Linked DNA regions of Rattus norvegicus: region 2 is linked to region 1. The links are chromatin contacts, called in public Hi-C maps. All regions are on one chromosome and are shown on one strand. The core of a region is the stretch at or near the end of the contact, and the rest is flanking DNA. Distances in the headings are between cores, read along the strand shown.

Region 1 (7,129 bases), core at 3,532-6,031:
ACTAGTGCTCACCTGCAGGATCATAATTAGGACAGAGAAAGGTGGACCTGGAGATTGGCGACTACAGGTGGATAATTGGTTAGGAGGACTTCTGCAACAAGAGCTGTAATATGAATGTTTATGCCTTCCGAAACGCATTGGTTGGAACCCTAACCTCATAGGCATGGTGTTGAGCAGCTTGTGAGGGCCAAAGTTCTCACCACCAGGATTATTTTCCTTATAAAAGGTCCTAGAGAGTTCTTCTCCCATTGTCAACCACATAACACAAGAAGAAGACACTGTTAAACATAGCAGATTATTAGTCCACCAGGCAATTTTTTTCTGCACAGTGACTGTGGACTTCCTAGCCTCTAGAACAGCAAGAAATGAATTTCTTTTGTAGCTTGGAGACTACTCATTTTATGGTGTATATCAGAGACAAATAGACTAAGACAGTGGCTTGCAGGGTAGATTTTTCTTTAATTGTTTTTATGTTGTTTTTTTTAACAAAACAAACATCAAATTGGGAAGAAGAATTATATTCAGAATTAAAAAGGGTCATGATTATACTAAAGCACAGACTACCAATACTTTAGAGAGGGGTAAGAGAGCCCTCTGAAAGAAATCAAGAGATAGAAGGCTGCAGAGGTATACTTAAGATAGAACAGTATTATAGAGGCCAAGAAAAGAGAGACTTGCATAAGGGAAAGAGCAATAAAGGGTAGATATACTACATAGAGGCCAAGGGAAAACATTATGAATGAACCTATAGTATGTTGAAACTGAGAGAGTTTGTGTAGAACCCATCAAATATTAACTACAAGAGTGTCCAAGCTGGATACAGGACTAAATGGGATTGAAAGATGTTAATTCATCACTTTAGGTGTAGAAAATGCTATGATTATTTTGGAACTAACTTTGAAATGGGTAAAGCACATATGAGGGTTAATCTTGATGTAATGCTTGGTAGGGCTTAAGTCACTGAGGAGATAAACCTCTGGGTGTGTCTATCAATAAGAGTGTTTATATAGGTTTAAGTGAGGTGAGAAGATCCACCCTGAATGTGGGTGGTGCCAACCTGTGGGCTACGGTCCTGGACTAAATAAAAAGCAGAAATCCAGTAGAACATCAGCATCCATGTCTCTCCACAATGGGTAGAGTGAGAATAGCTGCTTCATGCTCCTGCATCTACTGCGAGGGCTGCCTTCATTGCCACACATTCCCTGCCATGATGAACTACACCATCAAACTGTGAGCCAAAAACCAACCCTGCCATCTGTAAGTTGCTCGCTGGCATGGAATTTTGACATAGCAGCAAATTAACCAAGGCATTAGTGCTAGCTGTTTGTTTGTCTGGCTTATTTGAGCATGACACGAGTGAGGTCAAGGTCAGAGGTACAATAAATACCTCAGGGGGCCGGTTCACTGAGCTCTTTTCCTGCTCTCAATCTTAGACTCTCAGCCAAATTCTTCTGTATTCACTGAGTCCCAAGGGAATTAATAGAAAAATGGGGTGATGGAAGGGGCAAGTCAGTGCCAAGGTATCAATACTGCAAGACAAACTACTACTTCTGACGCATTCCTTATGAACTGCTCATATTATGGTATGTTCTACTTGAAATGTTTTTATGCTGGAAACCACACTAGCCTGGCTACTTTAAGTATGAGAAGAGTCAATAAAACTCTGACTAAACTCTGATCATCAGATTTGGCAGCAAGAGCATCCACCCACTGTAGTTTAGTACTCCCTCCACTTCCTCCTCCTCCTCCTGCTCCTCCTCCTCCTTCTCCTCTTCCTCTTCCTCCTCCTCCTCTGCCTCCTCCTCTTTTTCTTCTTCTTCTTCCCCTTCCCCTTTCCCTTTCTCTCTCTTCTTCTTCTCTAACATGATAACTTATTTTAATCAAAAGTAATTTGTAGATAGAATGACATGTGAGCAGACAACAGAATAATGTGAGCAAAGATCTGGGTCTGCTGATTTTGCAAGGTTTCCTAGCTAGCCCAGGTGGTAGAGCGTGGGACTATTTCTATTTTAAAAAATGGGTCAGAGAAACCCAAAGTCTCCCCTGCCCCAGGGATGGTTCTGAGGATCTTGTTAAGTGATACATGTGATGACTTCATGTACTGGTGATCTTTTTACTATTAAAAAAAATCTCTGAATTTATTCTTCTAAATTTTGACATAAGTAGATAAATTATTGTTTAAAAAAGGTATTAAAAATCAGTATTTTTATATTAGCAAGCTTTAAATGCTTTAAATTGTTTAGTAATTTTTCCAAAACAAATTTCACTTCAGCTAGTTCAAGCTCTTGATGTGAACAGTTCTTACTTTAGAAAGAAGCAGGAGTGAGGTTCAGCAGCTTACCAGCAAGGCTGCAACCCGAGGCTAAGCTCAGGAAAGAACAAAACTGACTGATTCCCAAAAGTTGACCTCTAACCATCACTTGAACACTGTGACATAAACAGGTGCCTACACATCCACACATGCAGGCACACGTTCATACATGCAGGTACATATTTACACATGCAGACACACATTAACACATGCAGGCATATATCCACTGATGCAGGCACACATGCACACATGCAGGCACACATGCACACATGCAGGCACACATGCACACATGCAGGCACACATGCACACATGCAGGCACACATGCACACATGCAGGCACATGTTCACACATGCAGACACATGTTCACACATGCAGGCACACATCCATACATGCAGACACACATCCATACATGCAGACACACATTCACATATTCAGACAGATATTCACACCTGCAGGCACACATCCATACATGCAGACAGACATTCCTACATGCTGACACATTCACACCTGAAGGCATACATTCACACATGCAGACACATGTTCACACATGCAGGCACACATCCATACATGCAGACACACATTCACATATTCAGACAGATATTCACACCTGCAGACACACATCCACACATGCAGGCAGACATTCCTACATGCTGACACACTCACACATGCAGACACACATCCACACATGCAGGCAGACATTCCTACATGCTGACACACTCACACATGCAGACACACATCCACACATGCAGGCACACACCTCTAGGCTGTGGATCCTGAACTGTTTAAGAGTGAGAGAGCAAGCAGGCCTGCATTCATTGCTCATCTTTCCTGATAACCTTGTGACAGGTTCATCTCCCACAAGCTCATGTCACTGTCACTTCACTGCTATGACGAACTGTCACCTGATTATGAGCTAAAATAAACACTTTCTCTCCTAAGTCAGGATATTTTATCACAACATCAGGAAGGGAAACCAAGATACCAAAGATCTAAAGAACCTTTCTGCTGGGGTCCTCCAAACTCTTCATACCACCAATATCTCCTCCCTCAACACACAAGCTGGCATCCTGGAAAATTAGATTAGTGCGAATGCCAAAGAAAAGTATATTGACTACTGTAAGATACAATGCTTGCCAAATAGGATATTTGGAAAGGTTCATAGTGAAGATTCTCAGCCATGTGCATTGCTGAGTCTCTCTCTCTCTCTCTCTCTCTCTCTCTCTCTCTCTCTCTCTCTCTGTATGTGCATTATGTGCATGTGTATGTGTGTGTGCATGTGTGTGAGTCTGTGCCTGTCTCTCTGTCTGTGTCTCTATCTCTTTGTCTGTGTCTCTATCTCTCTGTCTCTCTATGTCTCTGTCTCTGTGTCTGTGTCTCTGTGTCTGTGTCTCTTTGTCTCTCTCTCTGTGTCTCTCTCTCTGTCTCTCTGTCTCTCTGTCTCTCTGTCTCTCTCTCTCTCTCTCTCTCTCTCTCTCTCTCTCTCTGTATACAATATGCTTCCATTCTTCATCCAGAATTCCACCGAACTGAGCTTCTCTTGACTCTGAGTGGTGCCTATTAATCTCTGTTACTTACATTCTCATTTTTCTGACTGATGTTTCTCTGTATAAGAACATTTAGTAGAAGAAAGAATGAAAATGTAGGCAGTGGGGGAGTGATGGGCAAATGCATAAAATAGATGGGAGAATAAGGAAAAACACAGAGCGAATCATTAAGATGAAGAATTTATGTAGCACAATTTGTCATGAATTGTACTGACCAATAAAGAAAATGAAAAGTTTGTGGATTAATATCGTAAACCCATACCCTGAATTAGAAGCTGGCAGATCGATGCTGAGAGCCGGCGAATACACTCGGTAATTAGTAGGAAGAATAAAGAAGTGAGCTAGTTAATCAGCTCTAGAATGTACTTTGGTTCAATCTTGCATTCTGACCAAACAGTTTCAAACTAGTTGTCATTTACTTCTAAATTGCTGGTATAGGGAGTTTGCTGTAAATAGAAGTACTAATTGTGCAGCTTGGAGCCAAGCACACACTCTGCATGTGATGTATATTCGTCTCTTGCTGTACAGTTCTGCCAACCAACCTGCTCCTGCTGTTCCCATTCCTTCCTTTCTTGGACACAGCATACCATTTACTGAGCTTTCAGTGTGTGTGTGTGTGTGTGTGTGTGTGTGTGTGTGTGTGTGTGTGTGTGTATGTGTGTGTACTGTGTGAATAGAGTCTTATAAATGAATAATAGCATGAGCGCGCCTAACTCCCTTTCATTTGTTCCTGGGCCTTCAAATCTCATTTCCTCAAACAGGGAAGCTGACTCTGCGAGCCTAATGAGCCACTTAAGTCCTATTTCATTATTTTATATATAGGCTTTGTTTCTCTTCAGTTTCATGATTTCCCATAAAAAGTATAAATGGATTAGTCATCACACTGCTCTGTGGTTCCACCTCTCCCGAGCTGCTCCTCATCTCTGAGTCACTGAGCTATAACCAAGAGAAGCCTTTATGTTAATTTGATGGAATTGATGATAATCTGGGCCTGGCGAGTGAGGTCTCAGGTTGGGGTAGGACCGAAAGCTCTGCAGAAACTGAAAGGGCAGCATTGTCACCTAATGCATGGGTGTTTCCTGGAAACCTCTGGAATGTGAGTTGAGGCACAGAAGGAATTGGGAGGACATGATATACACACACACACACACACACACACACACACAGAAACACAGACACAGACACAGACACAGACACAGACACAGACACAGACACACACACACACACACACCCCAAATACTAGTTTGTAAGAAGCGATGTAGCATTCTCTTTCCTGTAACTCCAGCTTACTAAGGGTAGTTGTATAACATGAATTAATTGCAGCCTGTGAAGGATGAGCTAGTGGACAGGTGCAGGTAACACCTATGTCTGGATGAAGGTGAGGGAGAGCACCTCTGTCCTATTCTTCCACCAAGGCAACAGCCAAACCGACGAAATCGATGGTGCATTCATTGCTTTTAATCCCAAATGCTTTTATTTTATTGCAATATGCAGCATTCATCACCTAGACAGTCAGCTTCTCAGGAGAGCCGTCTTGAAAGTCAGACCAAGCTTACAAGTCTCAGCTCTCCGCCATTAGACCCGAGTGTTGTATGGGATCTGAGACACAAGGAAACATGACCCCTCCGAGGTCTCTCATCTTTTTGAAAAAAATTGTCTTATGTGCTTGGATGTTTTGCCTGGATGCATCTGTCTGTGCGTGCCTGGGGCCCATAGAGGCCAGAAGAAGGTGTTAGATTCCCTGGAACCGGAGTTACAGACGGTCACAAACTATTACTTGAGTTCTAGGATCAAAGCCTGGATCCTCTGGAAGAATAGCAATCGCTCTTAGATACTGAGCCGTCTTTCTGCATCAAGCTATTTTCTTTCCCGTTATCCATGCATTCTCCTTCATACAAATTAGCTACAGAATTAACATTGCTGTGTTCATAAACTCGAGTCTCTGACATTACCTTCACCATCTAGATTGCTTTTTCCCCCTTAGTTAACTCAGATTCACAGAGAAAGTCCTAACAAAGGATGCTGTGTAAGCACAAAGGGTTGCAAGACGCCATATTGCTGCTGTGTCCTCTGTTACTGTTGGTGATGGGCTTCTTGCTCACGAGTAAGGAGTGCGCCATCAGTGAAGGATTCAGCTACTGCCAGTTGCTCATCAAACCTAGATGATGTGATCATCTCTCCCACATGTTCAGGAGAAAGCAATGTGGCCTTATATACAATTTTCTTTTCTGATTGGGACGGCTTAGGTAATGCTATTTTTACGTTCTATCTCCATTCTATTAAAAGAAAGACAATAAGGAGTGTGGTAAGATCAGAAGAACTGAAAACCTCACTCCATTACTCAAGCTTGTATATACTCTGGGTGTGACTCATGACTGGGCACAGGAGGGACAGAGAGCATCTCACTGGACACGTGACCAATTATTAACAGCTCTCTAGTTAGGTTTTCTATTGACTTAAGGTGCTTAAAAATGTCAAAGTTGCAAGATAGAAGTACTGTTTTTCTTTTCTTTTTTAAAGGATGATTAGGGGCGTTTTGTAACTCTGAAATTAAACATTAATTCCAAAAGATATTCATTTCCCCCTAGCCACACAAAGGCACTTTTGTGACCAATGTGTGCAGTTTCAGCAGGATCACGTCATCCCTAGAGAAATGCCTTCAGAGGAGTGTCTGTCTCGGGCACCTCTCACTTAGTAGCATTATTTTTACATAGATGCTCTTACATTTATATTATGCATTAATTAACAGCTCATACTTTAAGAAGAGAATAGTTAATTTTTATACCTTTTTACTTTCCTTCAAAGATTATAAATATTTTAAATCACCTACTGAATTTAATAATGCAATTTAATATCCTTACCTGAGTATAGTTCCTCCATTTCTGTCCATTAGCTTTGTAATGTGTGATATATCTTTTGATCGATACAATGTACTTATATGTACAAATGGGAAAGAGTTTTTCTCCTTGTTCGGTTAACACTTATGGGGACGACACACCCCTTCTCTGCTCATTTAAATATTCTCTTTTGGTTCCTTCTTTTTTCTTCCCTTTTGAAATCCTTTTACCCATATCCAGGAAAGACATAGGCACTAGAATCACAGCAACAACTAGGCATAGAGTCTCATGAAATCCTTTTCCCGTGGTGGAATGACATTGCCAAGAACTTGTAAGATTAGTAATCTAGTAATATCAGAATAAGACCAACAACACGATGTATGAATCCCTAAATAAACAAAAAAAAAAATAAGGAAGGAAGAAAACACAAAGAAATC
Region 2 (6,427 bases), core at 1,958-4,457, 190 kb before region 1:
GAACTGTAAGGGGGCAGCGGATTATACCTCAGTTTACCAATCTTTCGAAACTTTTAAGCAGTTTGAAACTTCCATGGCGAAAGAGAACATGCATTTTAGGAAAGTTTTAGCACTTTGTAAACTTTCAGAAGTGAGCTTATTCTGTTTGGGCAAAATAGAAACAAGCAAGTCTGTTTTATGAGGACTTTAAGTATTTAAGTACTTAAGTAAGTCATATGAAGAGTACTAGTCTGCAGGGGTGCTTAACTGGCAAGCCCCTAGAGCAGCCATTCTCAACCTGTGGGTCGCGACCCCTTCACAGATATCCTGCATATCAGATATTTACACCACGAATCATAACAGCGGCAAAATTACAGTTATATAGCAATGAAAGAATTTTATGGTTGGGGGCCACCATGACCTGAGGAACTGTATTAAAGGGTGGCGGCATTAGGAAGGTTGCTCTAAAGGGCAGGGATAATTGCTCTTATCCTAACTTTTGCATATGGTTCATATCCTGAGTGGATACTTTGGGTCGGAGTTCAAAGTCACCAAGGTTTAGAGAAACCTCTGCTGTGTTGAGCTCCCGTTGATTCATACGTAGTTGAAGGATGGGCTGGCACATCTGGTTTCATCTGGGCCCCTTCCCAGGGTGGAACATTTCTGGATTACCATACAAAGAGTTTCAGCAGGAGTCACTCTGGAGAGCTAGGCTGGAAGGAGGGAGACAGTGGTCAAAGGCTATTTTCTGTCCTCTTTATAGCATTTGGCCCAGTTGTTGCTGTTGTTGTTGTTATTATTGTTTTACCATGAAGATCTATTTCATAATACAAACAAACAAACAAACAAACAAACAAACACAAACAGCACAAAAGACTGAGGCAGAAAATTTAGGGCTGGGTTTTGAAGCAGGCAGGTGATGTAATCAGGTGTATGATTTTGACAGCTGTTTTTTTTTTTTTTTTGTCTTTTGGGGTTTTTTTGCTTTTTGTTTTGTTTTGTTTTGTTTTGTTTTGTTAGTTAAAAGGAGAAGATAAAACACAGTGGGCAGAATCGAGGGGTCGACCACTGTAATAATCTTGGACTTCTGAACCAAGTACAACTAGAAGGCATATTGTAAAGCTCATACATAGTATCCACATTGTCCTCATATCAACGTGTTTAAGATAAAAACCCATCCAACTATAGACATTTCATATGCTTACCATAGAGGGACTTATGTTTTTCTTTTTTTCTTTTTTTTTTGGTTCTTTTTTTCGGAGCTGGGGACCGAACCCAGGGCCTTGCGCTTCCTAGGCAAGCGCTCTACCACTGAGCTAAATCCCCAACCTCGACTTATGTTTTTCTTAACAGTTTATTTATTTATTTTTTTTATTTTTTTATTTTTTAGTGAACTATTGACTTTATTGGCATAACTTACAGGAACATGGATGACTCAGTGAAAGATGTGTCACTAAATAGCATTCTCCATCATTAATAGCAATGAGGGCTCACAAAGCTACACCCTTGAAACTTGTTTGCAGCTCCCCGAGTCATAAATGTCAGCTTTCCAAGACTTGTAAGGTTTACTTCCTGAGTCACACGAGCCTCTTCTCCTTATAGAAATGGATGCTTCAATTCAGAGGAAGTGGAAGTTAACAGAGCTGTGTTCCCTCCCTGCCTAAGAAGCTCGTGCAGCAAAGCTACAGACAATAGGATTCAATCTAGGACCTGAAGTCACAATCAGAACAATATCTTAGCCATCAAACAAAAATCAATGAAATTTGGTTTTGTATTAATCATGTTTTTTAAACAGGCAAAATAAAATACGTTATTATTTGAAGCTCTAGAAGAGATACATTTTGCTTTTATGTGAGCTTTAAGTGAAAATCTCAATTTTAATGCTCATTATAAGAACTGCATCTGAAAAAATAAAGTACTTTATCTGTTTGTTAACAGTTTATTTTAAATATTCCATAAATACTCATATCCACAGAGTAAAATGATGGGACAGATGTATAAAAGACAGTAACTTGTAAAGCATATGTATTTTCTGAATCACAGATTAATAATAATAATAATAATTAAAAAACCACAGTGTGACACATGCTGCTTTGGCTTACTCCCCCCCACCCCTATGAATCAACCAGTCCTGATTTTTTTTTTTTACTTTCCATCATTTTAAGCATTCATTTACTAAACTAACAGCATTTCATTAAGCGAGACTAATCCCTGAGAGCATTACCTTAGCCCATTAGCTTCCAGACAGGGCATTTCCTGGGATGAGATCATTATTCTTATTACTATTTATTCTGTTATTTTATTCTGTTTATATATTAAGTTCATCTTAGAGAAAATATCTGCATTGCTAGTTCTAACAATGGACATTTTCTTTCTGAAACATTTGGGTCAGCGATTTGATGCTTCTTCACCCAGGTGTTCCCAGAGACCCCCGTGGCTACCACAGAGGCTCTTACTCTTACGGCATAACAAATTAGAAACAGCTCTGCAGAAAGCTGGCACTGTGATATCTGGGTAGTTTTTCTTTACTGCGACTTCTGAAATTATCTCTGAGGATCATGTGACTGAAGTTGGGTTTCTTGGGGGCCGGTTTCACAAAGGTCCCTCGTTGGGTGTTTCTCCTTTACCACTGAGGAGTATGGTGGCTGTTTAGTCACGGTCGTGACGGAGAGAAGGCTTGACTTTAATGGAAGAAGCAGATGTGAAGGTAAGGACTTGGGCTGGCGGAGGGCACATGGCTACTTCCCCGCACCCGGCATCAGAGACAGAGCTAGAGACGCAGCCCAGGGGTGGGACTCCGAGATGCCATGTGCTGAGCCTCAGATTTGATTCTGAACACTGAAAAAATAAGGAAAGAGAATAGAGTAAGCAAAACGAAAACTAAAACAAATTAAGATAAAATAAGAGACAGACAGCAGACAGGCATAAAACCACTGAAAAAATTAGGAGAAACCACAGAAAGGTAGATGAAATATGGTACTAAAGAATTCCAGTCTGCCCAATAAAAATAGGAACTGATATTATGGCTCCTGGACCATAACCGAGGAACACAAATGGTTTGGGGGTAAAAACAATTCTGACATGTTTGGATGCCAAAAATTTTTTTGAGTTGATCTCTTTTGGCCTGGTAAGATTTTATGCATTTTTATAGTTCCAGCCAAGTGGTCTAAGGATTACTGGATGTGTCTGCCAGCCTGGAGCTCTGTGTTAGCACGAAGAATGTTCTCGTCTCACAGTGAACAAGTAAACGAATGAAGACAAAGGACTGCTTCCCACAGAAGGGATGGAAATTAATCGTCATCTAAGTCTTGAGCTGGTGCTCCAAAACAATGTGGGATTATTATTTATTTAAAATTGAAATTTCTGTTTATTCATGATGAAACATGGCCATTTTCTTCTCATTTTACTTCTTCAGTGCCACCTGAATAGCATTTGAAACTTAGTTTAGCTGGTCCTTTCACTGATAGCCTCTTCCTCTCTCTGTCTCTCCTTGTCTCTCCTTGTCTCTCTGACACTCACTCTCTCTCTCTCTCTCTCTCTCTCTCTCTCTCTCTCTCTCTGTGTGTGCGTGTGTCTGTCTCTCTGTCTTTCTTTCTGTGTGTCACTGTCTGTCTCTGTCTTTCTTTCTGTGTGTCACTGTCTGTCTCTGTCTTTCTTTCTGTGTGTCACTGTCTCTGTGTGTGTGTCTCTGTCTCTGTCTATCTCTGTCTCTCTGTCTCTCTGTCTTTGTCTCTCTCTATGTATCTCTGTCTCTCTGTGTGTCTCTGTATCTGTCTCTCTGTCTCTCTCTGTCTTTCTGTCTCTGTCTCTGTGTCTGTCTTTCTGTCTCTGTCTCTCTGTCTCTCTGTCTCTCTGTCTCTCTGTCTGTCTGTCTGTCTCTCTCTCTCTCTCTCACACACACACACACACACACACACACACACACACACACACACAAAGTGGTGAATGTCTCTGTAAGCATCCACATGTGCTAGTTGGAGGTTAGATGTTGGCATTAGGCCTCTTCCTTTACCCCTCTCTGCCTTGTTTTATTTGAGGCAGTCTATTACTGAGCCCCCAGAACTTACCTATTAACTAGATTGGTTGACTATAGAGCCCCAGGATCCTCCCATCTCCAACCCCCCCCCAAGCTGGAATTACAAATATGCATTGTTAAGCCTAGGCATTATGCTTTTTTATTTTTTCAAGAATTCCATACGTTAATACTGTATTTGTATAACTATACTACTCCCTCCCCTCACTCCCTTTTACATTTATGACCTCTTCTGTAACTATTGTCTGACACACACGCACACACACATGCACACATGCACGCATGCACGCACACACAAACTACCCAGTCCATTTACTGCTGCTTGTATGTACAAGTGTTTAGGACTGGCCATTCGGATTAGATAAACTCTTGGGGAATCCAAGGCCTTTTTAAAACATGGGTGCTAGAGATTTGAACTCAGGTCCTCAGGCTTATGCAGTTAGCACTTCATCCACTGATCTCTCTCTAGACCCCCTATTCCTTATTTTTTTAAACCACAGCAATAATAAAGGATGAAGAGATATTGTTTAGATATTAATTATGCATACTATTATATAGATCATACGAGACAGTGGAAAAGGGAATACTGGGGTGGAACAGTTCAAGGGTACACGTGAGGAGTGGGATAGGGAGAAGGGGGAAAGGAGAGGAAGCAGGGGAGGTTTCAACCTAAGCTATACAGGAAAATGTTATAAGGGAACCTGCTACTTTGTATGGTAATCCAAAAATAAAATACATTATTATAAATAAGTAAAATGAAAAAGGTAATTCGCATGAGCCTTCTGAATCCACATTTTTTAACAATAAGAAAAACACATTCACCGGAATAATTTTTAAAGCATCCAGTGAAGGAAAGAGAGTGAGGGCAGACAGTCCTTCCATTTCAAGCATTTGTTCAGTATTTGCCTTGAAGCCAACACAGCTCTAGCTGGTTGACAGGGCAGTCAGCCCGGCTAATGATGGGTTTTCATTACCATAGGTATGCTTTTGCAATTTTCCTAGATTTCTGTTCCAGGGTCACATGGTAAGTCAATAGTAGTTATAAACCTCTCAGCGTTGTGATCAATACCCTTTGGCTGATGTAATCTAGACCTTTGCCGTGATTTACAACAAAGGACAGTTTGGGCAGCCTCTGTTTTATTACCTTCAATTCACCAACTGAAATATTTCACTGGCTATGACTGAAGTTCTTTCCATTTTTGTGATAGATAGGGAATTAAGATAGTCCAGAAGAAAAAGGTCAGGTTTGACGAGGGAAACCAGCAGTAGGTGTTGTTTCCTCTGAGGCACAATGCCCTCATGCCTTTCTGTGTCACAGCATTATCTCACGTGCCAGACAGAGTCGTGTCTGTGTAGCTCCCTGTGTGTAGTCATCTGGATGGAGAAGGATGCCCATGAAGTATTCCTTAGCTTCTCAGCACATGATGTGCATCAGAACAACCCAGGGCATAAGTTACTCTGCCGGAACCGGAATAGTCAGTAACTACTCACTTGAGCGAAATAAAAATATTAACAATCTTTAAGCTGTGGGGGCTGTGACTCTATCATTGGCCCTCAAGCGAAATTCCTAGAATTTTATATGAATTGTTATTTTCCATGTCTTTTGTGGATCCCAGGTCTGAAGATTAAACAAGAGAAAAAGGAAACCAGCCATTGTCAGAGTGGCAGGGAGTAGTGGGAGCTTCAGAGAAACATGGTGGGCTGGTGTCCTTCAGGCGTCCTGCCCTGGAACAAAAGTGCCACCACCTGGACACTGTTTTGTCACGCTCTCCATTTGCACACTCACTTTCCCATCTGTATGCTCAAGGATGAGAAAGAATCAGATGAAGGTTCGCAGGTAAACATCTGTAAGGTCCTTTCAGAGCAATCACAGGCTACCCTTTATGTGGGCTTTTGTTGTCCAAGACTAAAGATCACAGTAATATTCCAGTTACTCAGCAGCAGTGGAAATCAGCTGTTTTGAACTCTCATTTTCAGTCCTGAAACACTCTTGTGAGTTAAGAAGGACCAGTCTATTTGACAGCTGAGGAACTGAGTTTAGGGAAGAAGTTCAGTTCATGGCTAAGTCAGAGCTTGGTCTTATTGTCCAAGAGCCTACCATTTTTGTATTAACTGTGATGCTTCTTGAAAGACATTTTATGGATCTATGAAAAGCCAAGGTGTATTATTCCTATTGTTCCCTAGTTAAGTACTTGCTGTCTATCTTATCCATTGAATTCTTTAGAGTAAGGACAGGTTTACATCCTCATTACCTAACAGCACCCGACATAGAAGCTGCCTGAGAAGTATTTGTTAACCTAAGTGACAGTCAATTTCTTTGCTATCATATTACTCTTATGTTTTGAAATAAATTGGGAAGGTGTCATCATCTGAACACTTGGTATATCTTTATTTACCATGAATAGAATCTTCCTT

Evidence for each region. Hi-C and Micro-C count contacts between places; a contact is called where the count stands out from the background.
Region 2: a Hi-C map of the A7r5 cell line shows a contact between it and region 1, with 2.9 times the contacts expected there. The contact joins two enhancer-like sites. A contact is called at or near these places in 2 of 12 Hi-C or Micro-C datasets (the A7r5 cell line and hepatocytes).

What each region holds. Positions count from the first base shown.
Region 1 is chr4:46,681,648-46,688,776 of GRCr8, reverse strand. LOC102550745 (a long non-coding RNA gene) reads right to left here. Exons shown (of 4, transcript XR_005503477.2): 3 at 6,717-7,080. Among named protein-coding and RNA genes, the nearest start is that of Cav1, 79 kb to the right of the region's middle. Within about 2 kb of position 4,781, at least 4 of the 93 cell types and tissues checked have an H3K27ac peak or open chromatin away from gene starts, as enhancers often do. A contact at or near this core is called in the A7r5 cell line, where this site is marked.
Region 2 is chr4:46,867,186-46,873,612 of GRCr8, reverse strand. No RefSeq gene overlaps it. Among named protein-coding and RNA genes, the nearest start is that of Capza2, 74 kb to the left of the region's middle. Within about 2 kb of position 3,207, at least 4 of the 93 cell types and tissues checked have an H3K27ac peak or open chromatin away from gene starts, as enhancers often do. A contact at or near this core is called in the A7r5 cell line, where this site is marked.